2 separate regions of the Gossypium raimondii genome follow, and region 1 is linked to region 2. A link is a contact called in public Hi-C data. All regions are on one chromosome and are shown on one strand. Each heading gives the region's core, a stretch centred on a gene start, on an enhancer-like site or on the middle of the called end of the contact. The rest is flanking DNA. Distances are from core to core; before and after follow the strand shown. Region 1 holds the start of LOC105780511 (hypothetical protein). Region 2 has its middle 14 kb from the start of LOC105780617.

Evidence for each region. A called contact is a pair of places that touch in the nucleus more often than the background predicts.
Region 1: a Hi-C map of leaf shows a contact between it and region 2, with 2.4 times the contacts expected there. The contact joins the promoter of LOC105780511 here to the enhancer-like site in region 2. A contact is called at or near these places in 2 of 2 Hi-C or Micro-C datasets (both in leaf).

What each region holds. Positions count from the first base shown.
Region 1 is chr4:39,776,316-39,781,051 of ASM2569854v1, forward strand. LOC105780511 (hypothetical protein) reads right to left here and starts at 2,710. Exons shown (of 3, transcript XM_012604893.2): 1 at 2,384-2,710; 2 at 1,672-2,009; 3 at 1,135-1,594. The coding sequence starts at 2,656. The coding sequence ends at 1,435. It overlaps LOC105780699, which reads left to right. Exons shown (of 5, transcript XM_012605178.2): 5 at 1-310.
Region 2 is chr4:39,225,522-39,229,828 of ASM2569854v1, forward strand. No RefSeq gene overlaps it. Among protein-coding and RNA genes, the nearest start is that of LOC105780617, 14 kb to the left of the region's middle. Within about 2 kb of position 1,275, the one cell type or tissue checked has open chromatin away from gene starts, as enhancers often do. A contact at or near this core is called in leaf, where this site is marked.

The sequences.
Region 1 (4,736 bases), core at 1,460-3,959, 550 kb after region 2:
TTGTGTATGTTTTTGGATTCCTTGTAGTTTAGTGGTAAATTTGAAACACGCAACGGATGTGTGTCATAGGAGTAGAGATGTTTTTGATGAGGTGCAGCAACGCGCTACTAATTGCGTTTCTTTGGAGTGGGTTAATCGAATTGACTTGGTGCTGTTGGCCTACAACTTTTAATAGACCAACAAAATGAGAGAAACTAGAAGCTTCTGTGTATATACGGGTTTTCATGGTCTTTTTGCCAGTCTGTAATTGTTACTTCACATCTAAAAGCAGACTTTTGTATCAAAAAATAGGTTCTCTTTAAACCCTAAACTATCTTTGGCTTTAAAGTTACTAGGTAAGTAGGATGTCTATCTCATTTGCAAATGAGATACCCTTATTCAGCTTTCATCTTTTGATTTTAATTTCATATTGCGATAATCAGAATTTGAACTTAAGATCGAGTATAACTATTAAAATTAAGTAATTGAACTAGGTTTTTTACTAGAAACAAGCTTAATTGAACTTTTTTACCGGATAAACACCTCTAGCAAAGGTGTTTTAAATTCGGATACTAAATATTAACCTATTGCACTATGGCCATATATTTGACACATGAAAAGTTTTAAATTCGGTTGCTAAATATTAGCTCTCTTTTTTTATTATTACAAAGAATTAAGCTTCATGTCCTACCAAATATCTTAATGCTGGTAATACAGAAAGTGAAGAAACGAGTCGTTCGAAAACACATCAAAATTTTAAAAATTTATCCAACATTTTTAGACTTTAAATTAATACTCAAATTTCTAACAAAAATGTTACAACTTTTTGTTTGAGCTACCAGCCCTAAGTTAGAGGGTGTGTAATATCGTAAAGCTTTTGGAAAGGACCAGACCTCAAGCGTCTCGTCGTCAAGGTTCAGTTTTTTCTGTTCCTTCCCTCTTCAAGCATTGGTTCAATTTTGATGAGTAAGATTGAAATGGGTTAATTTGGTTTCAAAGCTTATTTTTTTAAAAATTAGATTTTTAATGGGTTTTATGATGATTTTAATGGAGGAGTTTTTGGTTACTAAGAAAGTTGTGAAACTGAAAAGAAAAAGAAAAGGAAAAAAAGAGAGGTTCTGATATAATCTCTACTTTGAACAAAAGAAAACATACTTCTCTGAACTCTACTTTTGTTGATAAAATCTTTTTCCTGATGGGGTGAATATGTTTAAATCACATAAATGATACCAATGACTTTGAGATGGCTAAAAATCAAATAAAAACAAGTCTATAGTTTATTTTTTAGATCTTCCCTCCCAACCCTCCAATACATATTTTCACTATTCACTCACAAATATAATTTAATGGATGGATTCTTCACCATGTGAATGATAATGAAGAATGTGTACCGGAAATGGACCGAATTCTAACCCAAAAAGACGACCTAATCTCTTCAAAAATAGGTAAAACTATTCATTCTTCAATGAACTTCTTGAGGTTCTTCAACCACAGAATATACTCCCGGCCATCCTTATTAATCATGTACTCGTGCAAGTAATTTGTGGTGCTCGGTTTGATTCCTCGGATCTCCAAATACTTGTGAAAAGCCTTCTGCAGGTTCTCATCCAAATCACTGCAAAACAAGAACATTAGTAATCGCATTCCATGCAAATCAATATTCCAATTTCACAATGTATCGAATAGGCTTACTAGAAATCTGGGCCTTCATAGGCGAGTTCATCCTCGGAGTTGGGATTTCGAACGGACAAACTATCTATGGTAATCTCATCAGGGTAAGCGGTACAGTTGAACTCTAAACTCGGACCATCTTTTTTTGAGACATTAACAACCAATGGGACATTTGATTTACTAGGCTTTTCAGTGTCATCATCATTGTCATCATCCGCTTCGCCTTCACCAGTGACAAGATCAGGCATGTGAACATTAACTTTGACGAGTTCACCATCATACTCTCGTGTTAATGTTATGGTTTGAAGCCCAGGAGTGTCTTCGATTTTGAAAGGGAATTCACTTGGAGTTCCTTCAGCCTGTGAAGAAACAATTTTTTTTTAAATGATTAAAAGACAATTTAAAATAAAGCATTGTTTTCAGCTTGAAAACTTAACATCAATACTAGCTATTAAGCAATTGTTCTGTTCTTTTTCCCCACAAATTGTCTCAATAACCATATTGTAAACGACTAAAAGCAGCTTCTAATTATGTTTCTCAGGTCGGATATAAGTGCTACAATGAGTGTTACCATGTTCCAAGACAGCTCTTGAATTCAATCCCTACAAGTCTTCAGTTGACACGATTTTGATTGTAAAACACCCAAAATCCAACTTCTATTTTTCCACTTACTTTCGTACAAACCCTAAATGATAAAGAAAATGGGGAAAAGAAAAACTAATTAATTACTCACCTGATCATATTCATCACTCTCCTCGGCACACTGAATCTCAGACTCAATAACTCGGAGAAGAGACTCATCAGAAGCGGATTTTTGAGAATCAACAGCCGTTGAGAAATGTAGGGTGTTTGGGTAAAAACGGTTCACAGTAGGTTGCTGAGGCTGGAATCCATGGTTCAAGGCCGTGAAGATGCAAGAGTGGTAATTTCTCTGGACTCGGGTGAGTCGAATAGCGAGTGGTGCTAAGGAGTTAGCTGTTTTCCGGAGAATGGAAGTGAAAGCCATGGGGCAGAAAGGTTGCTAGGGTTTTGGGAACAGCTAGATTGTAGTACGTGAAGAGGGTTTTAGGTTATTTTAAAGGCAGCATTGATGTTGAGGTACTGATGGGCTATATTCAAAAGCTTCCCCTGTTGGGCCTAATTTGGTCTGGGATTGGGCAGTTACCCATAATTTCTCTAAATCTAACTTTATCCACTCGGGTTTAGCCTATTCTACAATGTCCCAACTGGATTATATGATGTTAACTCTAGGTATGGGGTCTTAACGAGCCGTTTTATTTCATTTGATCACTTATGTTTATTTGAAAGCATTGTTGTTTTTAGCATCTGGATTGATTATTCATTCCATGGAAACTATTGTTAGATATTCTTTAGAGAAAAGTCGAAATATAATTTTTATGGGTAAAAAAGCACGTGTCCATTACGATTTTAATCAAACAAATTATTAAAAATTTCAAACTTCACTAATTTCGAAAAATTTGATCCAATTTCAACCAACCTTAATTTTATATTTACAATTTTTTAATATTTAAATTTATTTATTATTCATGTTATTATCTATGTGTCAAAATCTAAATATAAAAATGAAGGGTTGCATAAAAGGTTGAATTTATGTTAATCGAAACAGAGAATCTTAATAAGAAAACCAGACATTTTTAAAAAGAAAATCAATGAAACCTCAATTCTTTTATGTAATTTCTCTTTGGATAAATTAGCAAGGTGATGATCCAACTTTTAGGTATGTTCCATTTTGATCACCCAATTTAAAAAACTTTCAATTTTATCATCAATGTTTTTAAATTTTAAAATTTTAGTCACCCTCTTAAATACTTAATAGAAAGCTGATATGGGTGGTTTTTTATTGGTCTAATAATAAATTTAACTCTCCAATATTTATACATTTTATCAAATTGATCCTAAATCTAGCCATTTAGCCCTCAATATTTACAAAATTTCACAAACTTCAGTAATTTTCACAACAATGATCCTGTATTCTCTCTACTAGCAAATCGGTGAATTGCTTCCCTCTCAGCTTCTCTCCTTTCTTTTTAATTGTTTTATTTTTCTTTTCTATCTCTGCAATTTTGTGCTTTGCTTTGAAAGTTATTCAATTTTTGCACAAGAATGAAGAGAAGAAAACCCCAAAGGTAAAAATAAGAAAAAAAAGATGGAAAAGACCTATGCGCCCAAACGTGTTCCTTACCCAACCAGGCCTAGTTAATTATGGAGAAGCAAGAGTCTGAAGTCTGAACTCTGTGTGTGTGTGTGTGTGTGTCTTTTAATGGGTTTCCCCTGTAATTTAGATAGTTGCTTCTTTTAGATATTGTTTTTCGCTACTTCAATTGATAGTTTCGTTGGTTAATTTAGTTCTTTTTGACTTATTTCTTATTGGGTTTTTTTTCTCCGATTTCCTTATGCCTGTGAAACTATCTGCACAAGTGTTTCAATTTCCCTTGAAGGGCTTGATCGTTCCACTTTTGGCTTGTTTATAAATATATGCCATCACCTCACACTGAAGAAGCCAAATTGGAACAAATTATCACTGATTTCTTGTAAGAGTCTTTTAGAATTAAATCGAATTTTTTTTGTAAATGTAATAAATTTTTTAAAATTAGAACTAAATGATAAATTTTGTAAGCGTTGAGGGTTAAATTTGTTAAAATTTTAAATTTAAGGTTTAATTGATAAAATGTACAAATATTGAAAATTTTAATTTGTTATTAGGCCAATAAAAAAATTCACTAAACTTTCCATTAAGTATTTAAGTGCCGATGACTAAAATTTTAAATTTAAAAAATATTGGTGATGAAATTGAAAGTTTTTAAAGTTAAGTGATCAAATTAAAACCTACCCAAAAGTTGGGTGACCACCAGGTAGTTTAATCTCTCTCTCTCTTCTTTACAAAAGAAGCAGAAATACAGCAATACTAAAATCTAAGCTTCCCATGCCTAAGGGCGTCAGCATGCAGTGAAGGGAGAAGACCGTCAGGCGGATTAGGCAAACGGACGAGCCCATTCGTGCCTTCATGCGCCAGGTTAGCGAGATGATCAGCATAATGGTTTCCTTCCCGGAAAATATGCCGAACC
Region 2 (4,307 bases), core at 25-2,524:
GGTCAGGGCAGGTTAATTTTTAAAAAACTAGTTAAGTCGGGTCGAGTTTAGAATGGAACCGCCCACCTCACCTTGAGATATTTACGAAATTACCATCTATACAGATTTAATATTAATTAAATTAAAAACTTCTAAAAATTATCACTACTAGTCTTATTCTATTGCCTCTACACTAGTCTCAGTTCACCTCTGTAAGGCTATTTCCCTCATTTTCTAACTTCTTAACTTAATAATTTATTAAAGGAGTCTTTGTTTCTTCTTTTTTTCTTCTGTGTTGTAATCGCAACATGTGTGTAAATATACATTACCACACAACTCCATAGATAAATCATTAAGAAAATCTAATAAGAAATGGTTAATTGTTTTTAGCCCACATTTGTTGCTCAAAAATGTTTTTTTATTATTATGGATTTTCTGGTTAGTATTAGGGTTTTCATTTGGTTCATGCCCATTATATGCGAATTTGAGAATAGTGAAAAAGATGAAATAGTTGAAACTTCCTATAGAAAATCACAAAATCTTGCAAGATCCCTTATGGATCTTTTCAACTTTTGTTTTCACGATTAATACAAGCTTTGTCCTAGAGAAATGACTCCAGGTCATATTCTATTTTCACAAACAGTACAATGGAATACAATTTACACTATATCAAGTTGTGATTTGATTTTTGTAAGTAAAGTCATGTTATATATAAGTTATGTATTTAATATACCAACTTTTTATTATTACTACGCATATATTTTTTCTAGTTACTACTTTAAGATGTATAATTTTACAATATATCAAAATATGTAAGTTATGCATATATAAAAAATTTTCTTACTTAGGGTTTACTATAAATATCACAGATGAATTAATTTATAAATTAATTTATGGTTAATTTAACTTGAATCTTGTCCAATATATTGAAAAGTTTTGAACCCTAAACGTTGGGAAGCCATTCACCAATGATTTCGTCAATTTATGTTACACCATCTAGGGCTTGGCTCATCCTTTTTATGACAATGTTATTCTTGTGTTTTGGAAAGGGAGTAATCAAATAAGTTGTGTTTACTCAAATTCTTAGTGTCATTAATGGAAGGAATCTGCAAATTTCACGTGGCTTTCAGTGTGGAAAAATAAATGAGACTTGTTTCGATTTACTCCTTAATAAAGCTTTGAACCTAAACTAAGTAATTCATTATTAGATAATTAAGAAGAAAAAAGCAAGATGTTGGGGTCCCTGGGCAGGCAAGGGGCATCCAATCTTTCACCTGTGACTTGGAAATACATACATACATACATACGTACGTACGTACGTACATTATTTTGCTTTGGCAGTTATGCGTCCTTCATTAAGCTTGTGTAGTCCATGGAGGAGACATTTGAATTACATATTTCACATTCAAAGGACAATTTGTACGCTCTAATGTCCAAAATAAATTCTTCCCCCAAGCCCGGGACCCCATATTTTGCTTACCATTTTCACTTTCTTCTTCTTCTTCACTTTCTTCTTCTTCTTCTTCTTCTTCTTCTTCTTCTTCTTCTTCTTCTTCTTCTTCTTCTTCTTCTTCTTCTTCTTCTTCTTCTTCTTCTTCTATTATTGATTGAATTTTTAACTCTTATGATGTCTCATCTTAAAAACTAGTTTGATTAAACCTCAAGTTGAATTCAGTTTTTAACAAAAGTAGTCAAAATATGAAGAAGTGATTGCAAGCTCTGGAATTCAAACTTCATTAGATGTATACTCTTAAGAATAATCTTTTCTAACTTAATCAATGTTCCCATTTTGATCCCAACATTTCTTGATTTCATTTATTAAGTGATATAAGTTTAAAACTTTATATACATATATGTTTGGTTCTCATGAATTTTGAATAATAAGTTACATATTCATCCTCAACCAGTTCAAAGAAAGTATTGAGATAGCACTCTTAAGATAACAAGATGAACCAGCTAATAAGTGTCGAATGTAATTATAAAGAGTATTGTATTCTTATAGATGGAATTTAAGTTTTGATCTTAACTAAATTTTAAAATTTTTGAGGTCAAAGTGCAATTTTATAATAAATTAATTTATATTTTTATTATTTATAGAGGAATTAAACTAAAAATTTTAATTTTTAGAGAGGCCAAATCCCCTGCTAGTCCCCTTAGTATTGCCTTTGGTTGAGATGAACAACCACAAATCCTAAGATAATTAATCTTCATGAACTGTAAAATGAACAAGAAAGAGATATCTTGATCAACCAAGAAAAATAAAATGTTATTTTATTATAAAATATAAATAATATTTATTTTTGAAAATTACAAATGTATATATACCATAATAATTAGGGTGGATAAAATCTAACTTCATTCTAATAAATTGATTAAATTTTAAATTTTAAATTAAATAATTCAAGTTATTTTAATTTTGATTCGATTCAAATAAATAGTTTAAGTTAAATAGGTCAACTCGATTTTGGAATGTAGTTAATTGAATAATCTATAAAATTAACTATAATTCAATCCTACCTTTTGTGAACAAGTTTGATTTAGTAAATACAATCTATGATTCGATTGAGTTAATTCAGAAGATTCATAAATACTAGTTTTGAACAATTGGATTAGTCACCTAATTAGTATACTTTTATTATCTAAATCGTAAATAAAATTCCTATTTTTAGTTTCAAAATTTCTAAACTTTCTCTTATTTTTTAAAAATCACAAGTTGTATATTTATTATTATAGCTAACAAATGGTTATATTTTTAGTCTCAAGTATGTGGCTTTTACATTATTATCAAACGATTATTTAATTTAAAATCGTACTTCCCATTCTATTGATATTCTTCACTCTTTTTCTTTGGTGTTGCTTTCAAACACACAAATTTGTTAAATGATCCTCACACTTTCTCAAAGAGAGACAAATTATCATCATTTCACTTTCATGCAGCTAAATAAATCATAAATATGGGATAAGTTTCAACAATTTAATTTCTTGGGGACTGATCCTCCATGAATTATCTAGGGATCAAGCTATAAAATTTTCATGAGAATCAGATCCAAATGTGTTTAAAAATCTAGGATTTCGTGTTTGAACCATGGAGTTTAATTCATCCAAATTTAAATTTATCATACTTAACTGGACAGTAGGAGAAGAAAATAAAATAAAATAAATTTAACATATGAAGCAATAAGGGATATTGTCCAATGAAAAATAAAAACCCTACAAAACTCATGCAGAAGATGTTCAAACACAAGAAAACCCAACAAAACATATATGTACTTGTAATAGAGTTTTTGTTTCCTAAGAAGAAAAAGCAAAATTCAAAGTTGATTGTAATCATCACTTACTTGATTCTTTGATGAATTTATAATCGAATTTTTCTTCCAAGGCATAATATATGAAGCTACCAAAGGAAAAATCCGAAGGGATAGCATGATCCAAAATTGTGAAGGAAGAAAAATAAAGGATCAATGCGATCCCTTTGGATGCCTCCTCTAGCTGCCAGCTTCTCTTCTCTCAAAACACCTTTTTTTCTCTCTCCCTGGTTTGAGAGGGGGAGAGACCTTAAATATAATAGAAAATCTTATTTTGGGTTTTATTTATATAAATTGGGAGATGTTAAATTATCAAAGAAAACGTATACATTTCATTTTTTTTTAAAAAAGAGAATATATTTCATTTTCGGAGCAACCAAACACATGCAAAAGGTTTTTACTAGGAGTGGGTCAGCTATCCATTCTTAGAAATTCCCAACAACTTAGGTGGGTAAGTAATAATAATTTTATTTGTTATTTGCCTATTTTAATCAAGGTTTGTGGTCCATTCATGTTCCTTCTCTTACATCAAAAACTCTTTTATTTATCATCTTGTGATTAATACAAAATTTTAAAAATAAAATAGAACTTGATTATTAGTTTAGGGTTTACCTTAATCCCCACATGATCAATTTCGTGTCACTCAAAAATTTATAATTTTATCATATATAAGTGAAGTTTTAGCTTATTTGGTCAGTTTTAGTGCAGCTGCTGTCTCCAAGTCTTATCATTATCTAGTTAGTTCCTTACAAGAAAAAGTGAGAATTCTTGTGTTTCCATTGTGATGATTTTCTAACCCTTTTCACAGTCAAATAAAAAGATTTCTCATTTCTCTTTATAGACATTATTTTTTTTGTTTATAATCCGTCCTATTCAAGGTCGTGGTATATGAGTCATGTTTGTGCCACAATATTTTTTGGAGTAAGATTGAGGTGCTTAATATCCACTAAGCAGGCATAGAGTTTTAGGATATCTGTATGATATAATTATGAGGGGTGTGCAACAACATTAAAGGGTATAATT